Linked DNA regions of Mus musculus: all the other regions are linked to region 1. A link is a contact called in public HiChIP or PLAC-seq and Micro-C data. All regions are on one chromosome and are shown on one strand. The core of a region is the stretch at or near the end of the contact, and the rest is flanking DNA. Distances in the headings are between cores, read along the strand shown. Region 1 holds the start of Hs6st2 (heparan sulfate 6-O-sulfotransferase 2). Region 2 overlaps Hs6st2 (heparan sulfate 6-O-sulfotransferase 2). Region 3 overlaps Gm35727 (a long non-coding RNA gene).

Region 1 (4,419 bases), core at 731-3,230:
CTGGGCGACTTTCCAGGCAGCCAGGCCGCTTTCCCCACACTCACTCAGCAAGCAGGCTAACCTTCTGATGGGCAGACCGGCTGTCCTGGGCTGCAGCCCAGATGCTTCCTGACAGAGCAACTAAGATAGGCTCTAGTGTCTACCCAGCAGGGACTGGGCGCCAAGGTGTACACGGGGACCCACAGCAACTACAGAAACAGCCTTTCCCGCCCCTGGTTCACTGTGGCCCAGGTCCGTGACCACCCTTAAGGGACTCACTGAGACTCACCTGGAAGGTCTCAGCCTGGCGTCGCGCTTGCCATCCACCACCGCCGGCACGCAGCTGGTGAGCTCGGTCCAGTCGGCATGCAGCCCGCAGCTCCAGCCGGTGGAGAACCTGGAGAAGAGCCAGGTCTCCCTCTTACCCGGCCGGTGGCAAGTGCATTTCTTCTGCCCCACGCGGCACTCACATGGCTGCTCCAGCTGGATGTTGCGCACCAGGTGACGGCCAAAAGTGGTGCCCCCAGTCTTCTGGATGTGCAGGAACACGATCAGGTCATCGCCCTTGATGTCGAAGTCTACCTTGCGCAGGAGATCGCCGCGGCTGAAATTGTAGCGGGGTACAAACCTGGCCGAACTCTCATCCTCCGAGCGGTACGGATCCGGCACCGGGGAGCTGAACGCCTGCAGGCGGAGGAGCTGGCATTCTGTGCCGGGGCACACGTATTGGAGGACGATCACCGCAAATAGGAAGAGCATCACCAAAGCCAGCAGCAGCTTGTTAGATTTCTCATCCATGTTCCCGACGCTGGGGGAAACCCAAGCTCGTTACGTCAATCCCGCAGCTTGGCCCGTGCTCGCCTCGCTCCCGCACCGCCCCCTCCCCGTGGCGCCACCGTTGCGCCCCTTTCCCCTCCCGTCCGTACCGAGTACTCCACCACGGCGGCGGCGGCGCCCTTCCCCGCTTCCTTCCTTCCCGGCAGGCTCAGCGCTGTGGCTTCTGCCGCACACCCCCCCTCACCCCGACTCCATCCCGCTGGCCGTTGGCCCCCTCCCCCGCGGAAAAACCCCGACCCACTCCGCGGCCGCAGGATCCCTCCGGTCCTGGTCTCTCTACTCCCTAACTCACGCCACCCCTCTTCAGGCGCTGGGTGCTTCCCGCTCTCCTCTCTCGAGCTCCCATCCCCATCCCGTTGGCCCGCGGGACTCTCTGGGGCCCCGGACCCCATTTCCCTCCTTGTGCGCGAGCTGCTGACCCTAAACCCGGGCTCCCTTGGCGCGCGTCCCGTTGCTCACCGGGTGGCCTCTAGAAGTGAGCTGGGGCTTCGGGGTTCCCCAGGGGGAGAAGGAAGGAGCCCGCGGGCTGCCTGACTTTGCAAGCAGAGGCAGCGCAGCCCTTTCCCGCGGAACAGCGGTCAGTTGCGCGCTCAACCCGTCTCGAGTCCCCCAGCCCCGCCACCACCGGCACCCTGGAACTTTGAGCCTTGCCCTCGCTCCCAACTGCCTTCCCTCCTCCCGCCGCCCGGGCTCACCCTGGACCCGGAGCGAAAGCCCCACGTTCGCTCACCACGTACCTGGCCAAGGGACCGAAAATCTTGGAGAAGATCGCACTGAGCACGTGCTTGAGCGAGTGGCCCACGGCTGCCAGGCCCCGAGTGAGCAGGGCCCGGCAGAGGGAGCCCAGGTCCCAGCGTCGCCTGAGGTCGTGCATCCGCCTGCGGCGGCCTCGAGGCAGCAGCGCGAAGAGCGGGGCGCGCAAGGCTCCCGCCAAGGAAGAAAATGCCTTTGGGGGCTTGTCCTGGAGCGGCGGGGAGTTGAATCCGAGAGACACACCCCTAGGAGGGCCGGCGCGGACTGAGGCGGCAACAGACCCGGGCCGGCTTGCTGCCAATTCGGCCTCTACTCTGGAATGCCGGCGGGGACAGGTGGTGCGGGCGGGCGCTCCTTGCTCCGGTTGCAGTGGCGGCCCGAGCGCCCGGGCTGCAAACGCAGGCAGTGCCATTCCCCCCTTCAGGCAACTCAGGGTACTAAGGATCAGGAGCGAGCCTGAATTTATATAATAATGCCTCGCGCCCAAGAGCCCCAGCCACTTCACAAGCAAAAGACCTGGGTTTTCTCCTGTGTTGGAGAACGGAGGTCACTCCAGAGAGCGCATCACTCCACTTTGGCTCATAATTTCAGCCTCCCTTAAAATAGCAAAGGCGCAAATTGGACCCTTTCCCTCTCTCTTTGCCAATTTCCATTCTGCAACGGAAGAGGGGGGTATTTTCTGAAAAGGTAAGTCAGCATGGCAATAAAGCATGACTAAAAAACCTTACACGGGGGATTTTTGAGCATTTTCAAAGCACTCTCACTCTAATTCCTGTCCCCTTATGAATCTCATGCACCAAGCCCACCGCCCTCAGAAAGATTTCACTCACTCACTACCGTTGATTGAATGGATGGATGTCTAACTACACACCACATCAGAGTCAGACCATCTTGCTCAAGGTGTTGTGGCATATGAAGAATCTGAAGCCCAGAGAGAATTAGATATGCACCCAAGGTCACACAGCACAGAACCGGGATTTATTCTCAGAAAACCAAGCACGATCCAACCTTTTAGTTTTTTCATAATTAGAACATGTCTCTAAATAAATATGTATGGGTTTATTATCAAGCCCAGTTGTCCAAGGGCTCTTTTCATCTGGGAAAACAGGGCTGCAGAGATTTAAGAAGGGATATTCCTTCAGAACAAGGCCCCTGGCAAGCTGGGTCGCAGACATTTCCTAGCTAATGAATGGGGGAATGTGCAGTGCATGAAGACACTGGAGTTTCCATTACTGAACATGCACTCCCAGCCTAACTGATGCACAAGATGTGTGGGTTAGCAGCAATGTTTCAAAGTAGTAGCACCGGTGGTGGTGGCCACTGGAAAAGGATGCTGTAAGCTGAGTGCTAGCTAGTATAGGGGTGTTTCTCTCCAGAACATTATCTCCCTTGCACAGTGGAGCAGCATGCAAAGCCTGATTCAGGAGCCCTTGGGATTATTCCACTTGCTTACAGAAACTATGGCAAAATAATTTGCCCTTCCTGAGGCTCAATTTCCTCTTCTGTCACATAAGACTAATAGTAATGCCTCCATTTTAACCAATTAGGCTAGTGTGAGGATAAAATGTAGAAACCTTTAGGCAACTCAAAATACTAGGTGATGTTTATCTGCAATGCTTCTTGCCTAGGTGTACCAAATGAGTGTGAGGCTAGTTAAAGAAGGGTTCTTGTCAGGCCATTTTTTTTTAACTGTCACCTAGCCCTTCTACTCAGAATCCCCAGTCCTAGCTGTACTTACCCATGCCCCAGGGAATCTACAGGGACACTAAAGGATTCTTTGTCTAGCTGCTGCAGGTGTCAATACTAGGTGTCAACACAATCTTTTGGAAATACTCCATTCATGGCATCCCTGCATCTCTGGCCCTGATCTCTAGGAGCAAAGTTGTACAAAGGAACTGGATGCTGCAGTACACAAAATAGACCTTGGCTCCCCAGAAAGCTCCCCTGAGTCTGTGGAATAGGCCCTACTCCCCGCTGGGGGCAGGTAAGGATGTAAGCCCTGAAGCAACAGGGATCACCATTTCCATGGCCACCCACACAGTGGCCTCTTTGGTTGACACAGTAGGTAGCTATCCTCCTCAAGGACAGCACATAGAAGGTTCCTCCAGTCACGTTATCAGCATTATAATGGCATTCAGTAGATCCTTAAGAAAATACTTTGTGAAACTGGTGGTTCACACATTCAAGCCCACAGGTACTAATTATGGAATTTCTATTTAAGAAGGATTAATGGGATTGGAATATGGGAAAGGAAATTACCTTGGGTTGAAGGTAGATGAAGGTGGTGAGCAGCACCAGGGAAAACCAGGATTTTCCCAAAAAAGAAACCTGTGCAGAGATGTAAACACACACACACACACACACACACACACACACACACACACACAGGCAAATAGGGAAAGGGTTAGTCAGGTTTATCTCTGCAGAGCCAAAGGAAGAAAACTGCAGTTTCTGAGATACAGTACTCTGCTAACACATTATTAATGTGAATATATACAACAGCTCAGTGAAGTAGACTTCCATATACACACCATTTCTTGACCCTCCCCCCTTCATGTTTGTGAGACAAAAAAAAAAAAAAAAAATCATGGGGGCCAGCAGATGGTTCAGCACCTGCTGCCAAGCCTGACTATCTGAGTTCAATCCCTTAGACCCACATGGTGAAAGGAGAGAACCAATTATCTCAAGTTGCCATCTGACCTCCACAGGAACAGAAATGCTCTCGTGCATGCGTGTGCACACACACACACACACACACACACACACACACACACACACCTCTAAATAATAAAATACTGATAGCAAAAAATAAATCTCAAAATGTTGGTTGCTTTGAGATACATTCTATGT
Region 2 (4,419 bases), core at 864-3,363, 50 kb before region 1:
CTTATCATCTGGCATAGTGTTTGATTTATTCAGCCACTTTGTCCCGAAAGTCCTCCTTGTCCCAAAAATGATGCTCTGCAGTTTCAATATTCAGTGGATCAACAAAATTCAAAAGATCAGTAAATAAAGAGTTTAATCCCCAAACAACATGCTGTAACGTTTTAGTGGGAGCCCAGCAAGTACCATCAATTGAATGTTCTCTTAGTTAAACATAGACATATTTCCCCTGATTCTGTGATGCTGGGGTGCCAGATTTTCATCAAGCATTTCACCTTGGGAGGCACCATGTTGTAGGTATTACTACCACCTTTCTTTCTTTTTTAAAATTAATTTATTTTTTACATTCCATATTCCATTCCCTGCCCCCCGCATCCACCCTCCAACAGCTCCACATCCCACACCTGCTTCCCACCCCCTCTCTCCATCTGGATGCCCATACCTCCCACTCCACCTGACCTCTAAACTTCCTGGGGTCCAGTCTCTTGAGGATTAGGTGCATCATCTCTGAATGAACACAAACCTGGCAGTCCTCTATCAGCTGGTGGATGCTGCCTGCTTGGTGGTTCAGTGTTTGAGAGATCTTGGGGGTCCAGATTGAGACTGCTGGTTCTTCTCCAGGATCGCCCTTCTCCTCAGCTTCTTCCAGCCTTCCCTAGTTCAACCACAGGGGTCTGCTGCTTCTGTGCATTGGTTGGGTGCAAATAACTGCATCTGACTCTTTCAGCTGCTTGTTGGGTCTTTTGGAGGGCAGTCATGCTAGGTCCCTTTTTGTGAGTGTTCCATAGTAATAGTAATAAATAGTAATAGTAATACTAATAGTAATAGTGTCGGACCTTGGGGCATTATTCTATATCACGTGTATCCTACATGGCTATAAAACATTGACATATAGATGATGCAAAGATCTTCTGTCAGCTTCACCTTAGAGCTGGAATCACTTAATGTCTAGATGGTAATCCTGGAGAAATGCTTCCTTAAAGGGCCATATGGGAGGGAGCATGACGTCTTTGCCATCTGTTCATCCAAGAAGAAAGAGAGAGAGAGAGAGAGAGAGAGGAGAGAGAGGAGAGGAGAGGAGAGGAGAGGAGAGGAGAGGAGAGGAGAGGAGAGGAGAGGAGAGGAGAGGAGAGGAGAGGAGAGGAGAGGAGAGGAGAGGAGAGGAGAGGAGAGGAGAGGAGAGGAGGAAAGGAAGGAAGGTAAGTCTTTCAAATGACTTAGCTCTATTGTTTTGTTTTGTGTTGTTTTCTTGTCTGAGATAGGGTTTATCTGTGTAGCCCTGGAACTCACTTTGATGACCAGGTTGGCCTCGAACGCACAGAGAACCACAGATCCACCTACCTCTGCCTCTTGAGTACTGGGATTAAAGGAGTGGGCCACCACTGCCTGGCCTATGATTTTTGCTCTTTTACATCTTGTAATGAGTGCTGATTGGCCAACTCCTGAAACTCTTTCAAGTCATTTTTCTTATTGTCATGGAATACAGTACACAGGCAACCAAATTATCATGGGCCCCATGTTTGCACATACTTATTTTTGGCCAAGCTGAAAGCTTTTCAAATCTTTCTGCTCCTCTTTTGCTTCTGATTCTCATTGTAACAATAAAGAAAAGCAGCCAGCAAAATTCATGCAATATCCTGAATGCTAGGCTGTCTGTAGTTTTTTCCACCAGATTAAATAGTCCATTACATTTAAACTCAGCTTCTTGAGTCAGCTAAATGGTTCAGTCGGTAGAGTCAGTTGTTATGCAAGCCTAATAATTTGATACAAAGTTGGAAGGAGAGAAGGATCTCGTCAAAGTTGTCTTCCGATCTTCACAAGTGTGCTGTGAAACATACATCTTTCCTACATATCAAGTACATACATGCAAAACCACTCAAAGTAATAATAGTAATAATAACAGTAATCACAAATTAAAAAAAAAAATTAAAAAACACCTCAGCTTCCAACAGAACCCTAGAACATAGACAACGTCTGGAGAATTTCTTTGCCAGAATGTAATACAAATGATTCAATTCCCAATAGGTCTTTGCTGCAATTTGAAACCTCCTGAGCAGTCTTTTCTGTCCACATTCCTATCATTCCTATAAGCATGCTGATCTGTTCAGCTTCCACTAGAAGCATCCATTAGGCTCTGTTTAGAGCACTCTCTCTCTCTCCAGCCTGCCTTTCCAACTTGTCCTAATTCTTCTCACAAAACACTCCTGAACCACACTCAAATAGTTACAGCAATGACCCTGCTTTTCTGACTGCAATTTTCTGTGTTTTATTGCTTCTTTTCGCTGCTATGACAAGATATCAGATATGAATAACTTAAGGGAGGAAGGACGCATTTTTGACTCGTGGTCTCAAAGATTTCAGTCCATATTCAACCTTCTCTGTTGTTTCTGTGGTGAGGAAGGATATCAGTGGTAGAGACATGTGACAGAAGCTGTTGTCTTATCAAACCCAGGACGCAGACAGGAGAGAAACAGAAAGGACCGAGAGCAGTATAGAATTCCTCGGAGCACACCTTACTGACCTACATCCTCTAGTGAGGCCCCATCTCCAGTAGTCTACTACTATAAGCTGGGGACCAAGCATTCAACAATGGGCTTGAAAGGAGATTTACAAATTTAAGTGGTAACAATAACCCACTAATTCTAATTGTTACCTCTGCACAATGAAATACAGTGGCCAGTCCATCAAGCATGATAAGTAAAATGGAATTCTGTACTTTTTTGAAAGTGGATTAATGCTAACTTTGTTTGAAAATGAGTAATGGGTCATCTCAGGTAGAATCCCAGAATATGATTATGGTACATAGCACCATTGCTGAAGGCATCCTAACAAATTTATAGCTGCCTCACTAGAATAATTACAATATGCACAGCTACTGTGAGATAGGAAAGGGACAACCAATACTAGCTTTTTCACCAAATGGTTCTGTTTCAAAACGATATCCACACAAATGGATGAAACTGGACCCTTACTTTATACCATACACAAAATTTAACTTAAAAGATCACACATAAGTATGAGAAGAGTCAAAATTATAGAGATCTTAGAAGGCATAGCTATAAATCTTCATGGCATGCAATAGCTTTGTAGTTATGAAATCAATACAAAAAATAAAAATAAATAAACAGACTACACATTAAGGTGAAAGCCTTTTGGGTTTCAAAGAACACCACCAAGAAAGTGAAAAGATTGAGACTAAGGCTCAGGGATAAGGTTCTTGCATGGCTCACATGTGGCGCCAGGTTCTACCCACAGCAATGCAGGGGGTATAAAAAGAACATTTTTACAAATATTTTGGCTTGTGGACACACATCTAGAATGTATCAAGGATAATTACAACTTATTAGCTGAAAAGGGGTAGCATAATTCTTAAATAGGAAAAGAACTTAAGCAAATATTTCACCCAAAGAAAATCTACAAATGACTAATAATCTGATAAAAAGCTGATTAACGTAAGTAGTCAGCAGAAAAACACATGTTAAAACCTCAGTGATATATCAGTTCATATCTACTAGTGTGGTTATGATGAAAGATAGTTAGTTATAGCAGTACTACCAAGAACTGACAAAGATACAGAGAAATTGAGAACCCATATTTGGTTAATGGGAGTATAAAATGTCCTGATGGTTCCTCAAAGGGTTAAGCATTAAAACTCCATATGACACAGCAACTTACTACAAATAAAACTCTGTGGCTTCACTAGGTCTATACACAAATGTTCAGAGCAGTGTTATGCATGAATCAAACCCAGGAAACAACCCAAATAACCATTAACTACTGAATGGATAAGTCAACTGGCATAACTATAGAATGTCATTCATCCACAATTTTGAAGCACTACAAGATACTCCAACACAGATGAGCCCTGAAACAAGTAATAAAAGATAAGCCAGTAATAGAAGATCATGCATCCTGTGAGTACATTTATGTTAAATGTAGAGAATGCACAAATGGACAGAAAGCCATTTAGTAGTTGCCTAGGGCTTGAAAGAGGAAAGGCTGAGTATGAGCTAAGGAGTATGGGGAGTCTCTGGGGAGTAATACGAATGTTTTAAGACTTACTACAGTTTTTGGATTCACAACCTCATGAATATAGCCTCTAAAATTTAATTATGCCCTTTAAATGTGTAAACTATATTATAGTGTGAATTATGTTTCAAAAGGTTGTACTTTTCAGAAAGAAGAATTAGCAAAGCTTCACATTCCTACAAGCCTATCGAAGAGGAAGGGTTGAATACTATTTGCCTTCCTAAATTACAAGGGTTTCAAAACCAGACCCATAGAAATCCCAAGCAAGCACAGAGCTGCCGTTTTGTGTAGAGACAATGGGTAGTTATGAGGTGATACATTCTAGCTAACATATAAATGTGATTTTCTGCTTGAGGAAATTCTATTCTAATTACGTAAAGTACATTTAAGGCA
Region 3 (4,419 bases), core at 1,304-3,803, 33 kb after region 1:
TTAAAAGCATTTGCTGCTGGTGCAAAGGACCCATGTTTGTCTGCTAGCACCTACATGGTGGCTCACAACAATAGCCACCAGCAATTCATGTTTCAGGGGATCCTTCACCCTCTTCTGGTCTCCACTGGCACTGCACACACGTGCCATACATACTTGCAGACAGTTAAAACATTCATACTTATATAATAAAAATGAATTTAAAAAAATGAAAAACTGAGCTGGGCTTGGTGATCCATATCTTTGACCCCAATTACTCATCAGGCTGAGGAAAGACAACCACTGGGGAGTCAAGTGCAGACTCAAGTACATCATTGAGGCTGAAGCCAGCCTCAATGATGTACATAGCAAGAACTTGGTTTTTGTTTTTCTTTCTTTAGTACTTTTTTTTTTTTTTTTACAGTCAGTCGTTATCCCCCTCCCGGTCTGCCCTCCCACAGTTCTTCATCCCATTCCTCCTCCCCGCTGTCTCTGAGAGGATGTCTCCACCCCATCCCATTGCTTGTTTTCTTTTCTTTTTCTTTTTTTCTTTTTTTTTTTGGTTTTGTTTGTTTGTTTGTTTGTTTGTTTGTTTTGAGACAGGGTTTCTCTGTGTAGCCCTGGCTGTCCTGAAACTTACTCTGTAGACCAAGCTGGCCTCGAACTCAGAAATCCACCTGCTTCTGTCTCCCAAGTGCTGGGATTAAAGGCATGCACCACCACTGCCAGGCAGACCATTGCTTGTTTTCAAAAAATGCAAAACAAACCCCCACTATTCAAAAATAAAGAGTTAAATAAGAAAATGGTAGTTTTTTTCTTTTCTTTTTTGTTTTGTTTTGTTTTGTTTTGTTTTGTTTTTAAAGACAGGGTCTCTTTATGCAGTCCTGGCTGTCCTAGGACTTACAATGTAAAACAGGCTGTCCTCAAAATTGAAGAGATCTTCCTGAACCTGCCAACTGAATGGTAAGATTAAAAGCATATACCACCATGTTCAGAAATAATTGGTAGGCTTTTTTATTTAATTATACAGTCATTAAAATAGTGTCTTCTATATGTGAAGAGGGAGTTGTGCCCATGAAACTTAACAATATAGTTATTTAAACAAAATAAAGCATTTTAATGGTATATGGGAATGCAGCATTTTTCAGTGCATAAGTTTAATCAAAATATGCATACACACTGTGATCCCAATTTTGCTCAAAGAAAAATGTGAGCATGTGCAAAGATATGATAAAAAGAAATATGTCACTGAGTATAGGCTTTTCAGTTTTGAGTAGGCCTTTCCCAGCCTTGAACAGGCTGAGCAATTTTCCCAGCCTTGAGCAGGCTAAGCAGACCTTGAACATTCGCCATGACAGGTCTTATCAACCTGGACAGAGAGACATCTGTCTTGGCTGCAGTTTCAGGTTCCCATGGGAACTTTGATGTTTTTGGCTGCCTGAGCTGACCTTGCTGCTACAACATACTCCATCTGAAGAAGGGGATGGGTTTTGTGGGGTTTTTTTCCCTTTATATACCCAAAGCTATTATTAAACTTTGAGCCTTGATTAGAACTTTTGTCTTGGCTTCATCCTTCTCTCACCCCCTTACCCTATTTCCAGCCTCCCTTTCAGGTAAACCCAGTTTGCCCAGGGCTGCTGGATGGCTACAACTGGGGGACATGATGGTGCACTTCTGTAATCTCAGCATAGGGAGGATTGAGGTCAGAGGAACAGGAGTTCAAGTCTTTCCTTAGCTACATAGCCAGTTTGAAGCCAGCCTGGACTACATAATCTCTTGTCTCAAAAAACCAAACACTATTATACCCATAAAATTATGCAATTTGCAACCCTTATTAGAACAGCTTCTCTGGGCAGAAATCATGATTAACACAGAGAGCCAAAACTGGTCAAGGTGCAGAGAATGGGAGACTGTGGAATGGCCAGTCCTAACTGGGACATCTGTTTCACGTCCCTTCCTCCTGAGGCTCAGGCTTCATGGTGGAAGAGTAAACAGAAAGATTGTAAGAGCCAAAGGTGGTGGATGACCACAACAGCTGCACATATGAACTCACAGCAATTGTGATGTCATGCACAAGACCTGTACAATTCTTATCAAATCCCAGCAAGGAGATGGGAGTTGAGAATATAGTCCTACTCATAACCAAGAAGTGATTTATTGCCAATTGTTAGCTACTGGGAGAGAGACAGCCACTTTCCCTTAAGAGCATAGCCCCTGTTGAATCGATTATTAACAGGCAACCTAGTGATGTGGGTGGCTTATTGCCAAATAGTAAGCAGAAAATCTTGAGGGTCGCACCAGAACCTGCTCCTTCCTTTTCTTTTTGCTTCTCTCCTAGCAACTCATTCCTTTTGGGGTTGCAGATCACTGCAGTAACAACAGCTGCACTTAAGGCTTTATCGTGTTTGCAGCTCTTCCTTATTTCTGTTCTGATAACCACACAGATAACTCTTGCCCAAGCATTTGTCACAAATCTTACTCAAAGTTTCCATTTGAAGGCTAACTAGTTGGCTGGCTGGGTTATCGGAAGCAGGCTCTTTGTGTGGGTTTGCAACGAATTCCCAAACAGAATGATTTCATTGCCAGTGCTGCTTTATTAAAGCAAGCAAGGAAAGGGGGAGGGAGTATGTTTAGTGTAAATGCAGGCATTTCCTTTGAAGAGCATATGCTGTGCTTCTTATCTAGAAACAGGGCTGGCGAGATAGATGACTTATAGGGTAAAGATGTCGGCTATGCAGGCCTGGTGGCCTGAATTCCATCCCTGGAATGTGTGGAAATGTGTAAGCAATGAACTATTCCATGGAGTTCGCCTCTGATCTCCACATGTGCACAGTGGCACCCATGAGAGTAAGCATGAAGACAAACGTGCATCTGTGCATGCATATACACATACACAGACAAATACTGAGTCATAAAATATGTACTAACTACCTTTCTCAAAGATAAGTAAAACAACTAGAAAAGCACATTCAGGGGAGGGGCTAGTAGGGTCCATCTTTTCACCCTGGTTAATGATGGGGGTTGATTATGTACAAAGCTGGGTGAATAAGGAAAAACTTATCTACATTATGATTTTATAGTTTGAGTCTACTTAACTGTGAAATTTCAGAGCACAGACTGGATGGATTATGATATGGTATTAAAGCAGCACTTTATACACAGTAAATGGTAGCAAATCTATCCTTGAAGAAAAGCATGCCCTCCAGTATAGGCTGCCACAGGTCAGATTTGGCACATGGGTCAGGTGAGAGGACCCAAGTGTGTTATGGGTCCAAATGAGACAAAGTTCTTGATAATGTCTACTCTTAAAACCCAGATTGGAAGTCAGGCAGATTGAGAGTGCATGCATACTAAAAATATGAAAGTATCTGTCTGAGGTACAATTCAGATCCTTAAAATCTAGGATTAATATCCAAATAACAGCAACAAATCATTCCGAGCTGTGAGTGGGGGCATCTCTTACTTATGCCCTGCACGTTCAAGCATCTGTTATAAATTATTCCTCAAAATGCTTTGAATAAGTAAGGTGAATCGAGTAGTGTAAAGCTGTATTAAAGTGATGTAGTTGGAGGCATTTTTGCAGTCAGAAGTTCATTTATTCAGTGCTTACCACCCACTTCTTTATGGAAAGATCAAATGGCCAAGGGACTCGACTTAGAGGCCCTTGACATAAAAAAAAAAAATCCTATCTACTAATTCTGTTGAAATTACAAAGAAAGGGGAAGAAAAAAAATCCTTTTATTTAAAATAAATTGGCTATGTCTTTTCCCATTCAAGATCTTCAACATATATAGTCAAGCACTTCAGAGTAAGAGGATAATTGAGATTAATGGGGAAAGGTGAGCAGAGAAGAAGATGACAGGACCATTTAGGTTTCAAAAATGTCTGAAGGGTAAAAAAGAAAGAGAAGGTGACAGCCAGTGTTCAGTCTAGAGGGGCTGAGGATGTTTTCAGGTTGGTAGAGTGTAGAGTGCTTTGATTGCTTTCAACATTATTGATGACTTAGCTTTGGAAAGCACTGACTTGTCAGGTTATGAAGAGCAGAGGCTGTGAAATCACTAACTTGGGTTATGAAGAAGAGAGACTGGCACTTTCTTGAAATCTAGCTCCTTGAAGCCATCCTTTCATGGGTGTAGGTAAATAGATTACAGAATGTCAGGAAAATAGAAAACTTAAGATTTAGTCAAATCTATATCTCAAGTTATTGAAAAATGTTGAAGCAATTATTAAATGAAAGCACAAGCTTTAGAAAAGCTAAGACAGACTCCATTTTTGTAGCTCTTGGGATACTGTCTAAGGTCTCACATATGACACCATAGAGCTTTGATACTCAGCAACACGTCTAGCCCAGATCCCATAATAATAAGGAGTTAAAAATATTCTCTTAAAAATACAGTATCTTGCCGGGCAGTGGTGGCACATGCCTTTAATCTCAGCACTTGG

Evidence for each region. Hi-C and Micro-C count contacts between places; a contact is called where the count stands out from the background. HiChIP or PLAC-seq counts read pairs in DNA pulled down with a chosen protein or histone mark.
Region 2: a contact with region 1 is called in an H3K4me3 HiChIP or PLAC-seq map of embryonic stem cells, with 17 read pairs. The contact joins the enhancer-like site here to the promoter of Hs6st2 in region 1. A contact is called at or near these places in 4 of 39 promoter capture datasets (the 3T3-L1 cell line, neutrophils and pre-B cells), 2 of 484 Hi-C or Micro-C datasets (cerebellar granule neurons and embryonic fibroblasts), 2 of 115 datasets of contacts at active chromatin or transcription factors (embryonic stem cells and neural progenitor cells) and 3 of 9 other capture datasets (adipose tissue, liver and pancreatic islet).
Region 3: a contact with region 1 is called in a Micro-C map of granulosa cells, with 2.3 times the contacts expected there. The contact joins the enhancer-like site here to the promoter of Hs6st2 in region 1. A contact is called at or near these places in 3 of 39 promoter capture datasets (the 3T3-L1 cell line and pre-B cells), 6 of 484 Hi-C or Micro-C datasets (Sertoli cells, cortical neurons, granulosa cells and 3 more), 2 of 115 datasets of contacts at active chromatin or transcription factors (embryonic fibroblasts and embryonic stem cells) and 1 of 9 other capture datasets (adipose tissue).

Annotation. Positions count from the first base shown.
Region 1 is chrX:51,679,622-51,684,040 of GRCm38.p6, forward strand. It overlaps Hs6st2 (heparan sulfate 6-O-sulfotransferase 2), which reads right to left and starts at 1,981. Exons shown (of 5, transcript NM_001077202.2): 1 at 1,554-1,981; 2 at 269-787. The coding sequence starts at 1,981. Gm35727 (a long non-coding RNA gene) reads left to right here and starts at 2,136. Exons shown (of 3, transcript XR_391681.3): 1 at 2,136-2,256.
Region 2 is chrX:51,629,483-51,633,901 of GRCm38.p6, forward strand. All of the region lies in intron 2 of Hs6st2 (heparan sulfate 6-O-sulfotransferase 2), which reads right to left. Among named protein-coding and RNA genes, the nearest start is that of Hs6st2, 50 kb to the right of the region's middle. Within about 2 kb of position 2,114, at least 10 of the 459 cell types and tissues checked have an H3K27ac peak or open chromatin away from gene starts, as enhancers often do. A contact at or near this core is called in embryonic fibroblasts, where this site is marked.
Region 3 is chrX:51,711,853-51,716,271 of GRCm38.p6, forward strand. All of the region lies in intron 1 of Gm35727 (a long non-coding RNA gene), which reads left to right. Among named protein-coding and RNA genes, the nearest start is that of Gm35727, 32 kb to the left of the region's middle. Within about 2 kb of position 2,554, at least 14 of the 459 cell types and tissues checked have an H3K27ac peak or open chromatin away from gene starts, as enhancers often do. A contact at or near this core is called in granulosa cells, where this site is marked.